2 separate regions of the Ovis aries genome follow, and region 1 is linked to region 2. Evidence: chromatin contacts called from public Hi-C data. All regions are on one chromosome and are shown on one strand. Each heading gives the region's core, a stretch centred on a gene start, on an enhancer-like site or on the middle of the called end of the contact. The rest is flanking DNA. Distances are from core to core; before and after follow the strand shown.

Region 1 (2,700 bases), core at 46-2,545, 550 kb before region 2:
GTAGGAAACCTCTTCCTCGGGTGTCTCCTAGTCCTTGTCACAAATTCTGGCCACTGTGACCGAGGATGGTTGGAGGGAAAGGACGTACAGTGCTTTATTCATCCTGAATGAATGTGTTTTCTCTTGTTAAAAAGAGGGTTTATGACACCTTTTCCTACTCTTCTCTATGATAGCAAGTAAAAATGCTGAACAGTTGGCCTCTGCATATCTGGGAAGGCCTTTATTCTCGCATTATGATGCGCAAATGGACAGAGGAGCCTGGAAGGCTACAGTCCATGGAGTCTCAAATAGTCGGACGTGACCGGAACGATTTAGCACGCATGCACACATGTGTATATACGTACACATGTGTGTGTCAGAAACAGGATGGCACACCTGGATGAGGCTCAGAAACGGAGACTTCAGCCCTCTACTCACCAGGACAAAATGCTGAGGCTGTGTCCATCAGTGCCAGCCTCAGACACATGTGATGTGACTTGACACAGTGCTTGGTACATAGCAAAGGCCGTCCTGACCACAATATCTTGCCATTTCATGTGCAGCAGTGACTGGCATTTTGTCTCATGAAGTCAGCCCATTAGACTAAAGATGCCTTCTTCTGGGGTAGGTTGAGGGGACATCAGAGACTTTCCCAGCTCTGCACTGGATCACTTTATCATCACCTTGATCCAAGCAGAAGACACTACTATGCCTTTCCTCCTTACTTACTCGTGCAAAGATTGACAGCGAGGGTCCGAGATTTGATTCCATCATCTGTCGAAACCAAGTACACCAGGAGGAAGTTCAAGAACTATTCTCTTTAGGTTTCTAGAAGTTTATCTTCACACTTCACAGTAGAGAATAAAACCAGGAGCCAGGAGCAGCAAGAAAGTGGGGTTTGGCTTTCTGTTCCTTTCAGTTACGTATTTTTGTCTCACAGAGTTCCATTTGCAGAAAAGCAGTTAGACAGGGTCGTTTCAGGGGCAAGGCCATATTTAGAAGCTTGTTTTTGTGGTGCCAAAGGAATCGACACTTCTTTTTTTCTTCCCCAAAGAAAACAGAAGCTCATTATCCTGACAGAGGAAGTCCAGAAGTTTTTAGGTGGAGATTAAACTTTACTCTCAAACACTGAGGCCCCTGTTCTGCTTCTTGGTTAAGAGATTTTAGTAGCTTTTAAAAATGGTTAGCGTGCTACATCGGTCGGCTTTCTAAATAATTTAGAGAACTTGTGACCTGGAGCTTTCATGGAGTTGATGTAACTGTTCTGGAAATCTCTTGACTTGAGCTTGAGACTCACTTCCCTACAGCTGCAGTATGTCCACCGTCAACAGCAGTCTGTACCCAGAAAGCAGGAGGGGGAATGGGGGGTGAAAAAAAGACATGCTCAAATTCTTTCCTGGGCTGCAGTTCCACACATTCGCCACCAGGGGTCTGTCTTCACACGAGCAGTCTTTGCTTGTGTGATGTACTGCTTGACTGCCAGATTATTTTTAAAACTAAAGCCGATTTACTAGATGTTGGTACAAGTGGGTATACACGTGCACATATAAAACGAGGTCTCAGAGCCAAACTAAATAATTCACAATTCTTCATCTAAGTAGGAGTAATCAATCGGACCTTGTGTTTATCTTCTGATGTTGTTTGGGAGAACTAATTAAAGTAATTGAGTGGCCAGTGGATTTGCTAAATGGTGCAAAAAAGAAAAATAAAATGAATATTTTTTCCTCTTCCAAAATTTCATCTGGTGTTTGTAAAATTCAATGATCTTAGCATGCAGACAGGTTTATGTTCCCAGGAAAATTTCTTTGGGTAAAAATTAGACAAAATTCTATTCTGAGCTGACTTCCTACTCTAGTGAAATGGAATGGTTCAGTTTTGTGTTAGCAGAATTTCAAGTTCAATCCCTGGCCCTGATGTGGTTGAAAAATCCCTTTCCTTGGAAGTGCAAGAATTAGATTTTATTTCTTTCATCCCAGAATTAGCAGTGACATTGTAATAGTTACCTAATTGGATAACTCTAGTGGGGTCTCAAATGTACAATGATGCCCTTGAGTCCATGCAACTGAAGAAATGCTGCTCTTGCAGTCACCTGATTGAGCACTTTCACGGTGACCTCTTTATATCTCCCCCTCGTTTATTTCTTTAGTCAGTTACTGAGAAGATAGTCACCATCCATTTAGGAATCTCCCCTTTCATTCTTGCTGGGCAAAACATGGGTGTTTCTAAAAACCGTAGAAGTCCTTGTTTATGCTTTAATTAAATTGTACACTAACATAACTAAAACAATCAACTAGTCCAGGAGACGTACTTTATGAGAAAGAACTGCGCTATCCTATACAACCACTTCCGTGGGGTCTTGGGAAGCAGAGGAGATAAACAGATTGTATATCAAAGCACAGTGTTGAACCTGAAGTCTTCCTTTCCTGTCATCATTATTAATTTTTGTTTGGTTTTGCTTATTTTTAAATTTTTGGTTTTGTTTGCTTATTATTTTTGATAACTTTAGGACATTAAAGTCAGTTTATCCAACAGCTATATCCATGAAAGTATTTGCAGCGGGAGCAAAACAAGCCCTCAGCACTGTGCTTTCATCAATACTGGCCTGTCATTTCTAGTCCTTCAAATATTTTTGGATATATTTACTAAAGCTCAGTTTCCTCCCAAATTTTGTGGTTAGTAACATTATTTCTTATGTCATTGGTTTACTAATTTGACCAATGT
Region 2 (2,700 bases), core at 102-2,601:
TATTGATTCTGTGACTGTGTTTTTAAAGCATCCCTGGGTTCTTCGTGGTTTTTATTTTTTATCTTTTTTCAAAAAACGTAGAGCAAGTGAGTTTCAAACCTAATGCTTCACAGTCTCCTTACAATTCATTTCCTTTTCCCTCATTCTACCAACTTGTTCTTAATCCTAAAAACACTCAAAGGCATCCCAAACGGCCCTAGGGATCCGCGAGTGCGTCAGTTTCCTGATCAGAGGCCTGCAGCCTCTCTCCCAAGACCTACCTCTCAGTGTGTTGCCTTCCTTCACTTTGGGGTCAAATTCTGCAGACAAAATGCGGTCAATTCCAAACTTGAGGTCCTTGCTGGAGGGGGCCGGGGCGGAGCCGCTATGGTGGGGGTTAGGGACCACCCGCGACCCAGAGGCCGGGGGCTGCAAGGCGCCAGCCCGGGGTGGAGGCGGAGGCTGTTGCTGCTGCGGTTGTTGCTGCTGCTGTTGTTGCTGTGGGTGATGGTGGTGGTAGGCGGCTGAGAGCGGGGACAGTCGCTGAGGGAAGCCAGCAGGGACTTCGGAGGGCGCCACCACCGGGGTGGGTCGAAGCGGGGATCTGGCGGCAGCTTGGAAAGAGGCGTGCGGGTGAGTCGATCCCAAGTGCGCGGTAAGGGCAGCAGCCGAGGCCCCCGCCAGACCCTCCGGGGTCGCCCCAGGCTCCCCAACACCCGCGTGCAGGATGTCCGCGATGCAGAAGGAGGGTTTCTTGACGGCGGCGGGGTCCAGAGGGAAGGAGCAGCCGCCAGGGCCGGCAGAGGAGCAATAGGCGGCCGACCACAGGCTGAAGTTGGACGCGTAGAAGGGAGCCAGCCCGGCGGCGAACATTCTGGCGGGGTGCGCCGAGAGGCCGCCGCGGCCTGGCTCGGCCGGGTAGATGGCTGGGTGCGCGGGGAGAGGAAGGCTACGTCCGGGAGAAGGCAGCAGCCCCTCCGGGGACGCTCCGCTTACTCGTCTCCGTCCGAACTGCAGACAGGCCAGGGAGCCCTAGCGCCACGGAGGGAGGAGGCGAGGGCCGGATCCCGGCCGGCCGGCCACAGCCTCGGCCCCTGGCCTCACTTTAAAGGCGGCGCGGCGCCCGCGCTCCCCGCGGGCTGGAAGGCGAACCAGGGGCGCTGGAGCGGCTAGGCGGGCGGGGGCCGCGACTGCACGAACGCCAGGGAAGCCGGGGAGACGGGAATCGGGCACCGAAAGAAACACCCAAACAGCTAAGCCTTAAGAGCTAAATTTAAAACAACAACAATAATAATCCGTTAGTTTGAAAAAAAAAAAAAATAAGAGAGGGGGGGAAAAAAAACTCCTCTCTAAAAACTCCCAAAGTTTTGGCAGGAGCTTTCGAGTCAGACCCGGGGTAGGACCTCGATCCAAGCGCTCATTGGCCACGCTGGCAACCAATGGGGAGTGGGAAACGGAGGGGAACTGGGAAAGGGGGCGTGTCCCGTCCCCTCGGCCACGCCCCGGCCACGCCAAACTGTTTGCTGCTGCCGCGTGGGCTGAGCTGCGTTAGGCGCGCACTCTGCAAAGAGCAGGGGGCCGAACTGCTGCTCCAGGGAGTCCTAACCTCCCACTAACTTCTACGGCTCCGAATCAGCACCAGGCGCGGAGAGTTGGCCGCAGCGCTCCTGGAGCGCTCTCTCAAGGAAACTGGTGCTCCTGCCTATTTTCGAGGGTACAAAGCCGGCCTCCTAGAACGCTGACGGAGCCCAAGTTTCCCCTCCTCTCTTTACTTCTCTCGGCCCGATTTTTCTCCAGTCGGCCTCTATCCCCGAGAGTAGGTGTCCTCTACCAAGCTCAGTCTTTCGTAGGTCCCGGCCCACACGCGGCCCTGCCCTGGGCTATTGCGCGCAGCCCTCCCCCGCCCCCCGCAAACGAGCACCTCGTCTGCTTCCCGGCCGCGGAGATCCTCAGGGAAGAGAGGAGGGACGCTCGCAAATGAGCTTTATTCTGAGCTGTCACACACTGACAACTTGAACGAGTAACTATTCAAACAAAATAAAACGGATGTCTCCGAACGCCTCCCTTGGAAGCAGCCAAACCTTCTCCCCTCCCCACCCCTCGAGCCTCAGGGACAACAAAACAGGCCGCCGTCCGAAACCCGGGAGCGCGGCACGCGCGTCCCCTCCTCTGCTGCACCTTGTAGGAAATGTCACCCTCCCTCCTCTGCCACATCCCCGATCACGTGGCGTCCGTTGTTTTGCAAGTGCCCACAAGAGTCGATTTCCTTGGGGTTAAATGCTGCTTTCATTGCTGCGACTGTTTCCCCAGGGAACCCCTTAGGCCTGGTCTCAGGAAAAGCTGCAGTGGGAGCGGACGCCTTCTATTCGCACTTGGGGTCTTTGGAGCACAGAGTCGGTGTAGTGGGGGTTTTCTGCAACATCAACATCTCTATTTTAAGAATTCGTTCTCTTTTAAATTAGAGTCAGAATGGATTTCCCCACCCCTCTCCCAAATAAACCACAGGCCACCCACATGAGTTCTTGCACATTTTCAGGAAGAAAATAAAATGATATTAATAATGAAGCCACGAAATCTTTTGTTTTCGATTGTCCTAACAGGCATCTTCTAATAGAACTTCCGTGCTTCTGTGGCATTTTCCTGCCCAAACTTTCAGTATCGTTGCCATAAAGTTTCTGTGGCATTTTAAAATTTCACTTCAGTACTAACAGGTCTTTACCA

What was found. A called contact is a pair of places that touch in the nucleus more often than the background predicts.
Region 1: a contact with region 2 is called in a Hi-C map of liver, with 7 times the contacts expected there. The contact joins the enhancer-like site here to the promoter of HLX in region 2. A contact is called at or near these places in 10 of 16 Hi-C or Micro-C datasets (blood, hypothalamus, liver and 5 more).

Annotation. Positions count from the first base shown.
Region 1 is chr12:24,126,711-24,129,410 of ARS-UI_Ramb_v3.0, reverse strand. No RefSeq gene overlaps it. Among named protein-coding and RNA genes, the nearest start is that of TRNAF-GAA, 130 kb to the right of the region's middle. Within about 2 kb of position 1,295, at least 7 of the 54 cell types and tissues checked have an H3K27ac peak or open chromatin away from gene starts, as enhancers often do. A contact at or near this core is called in liver, where this site is marked.
Region 2 is chr12:23,572,654-23,575,353 of ARS-UI_Ramb_v3.0, reverse strand. HLX (H2.0 like homeobox) reads right to left here and starts at 1,351. Exons shown (of 4, transcript XM_027976283.2): 1 at 261-1,351. The coding sequence starts at 852.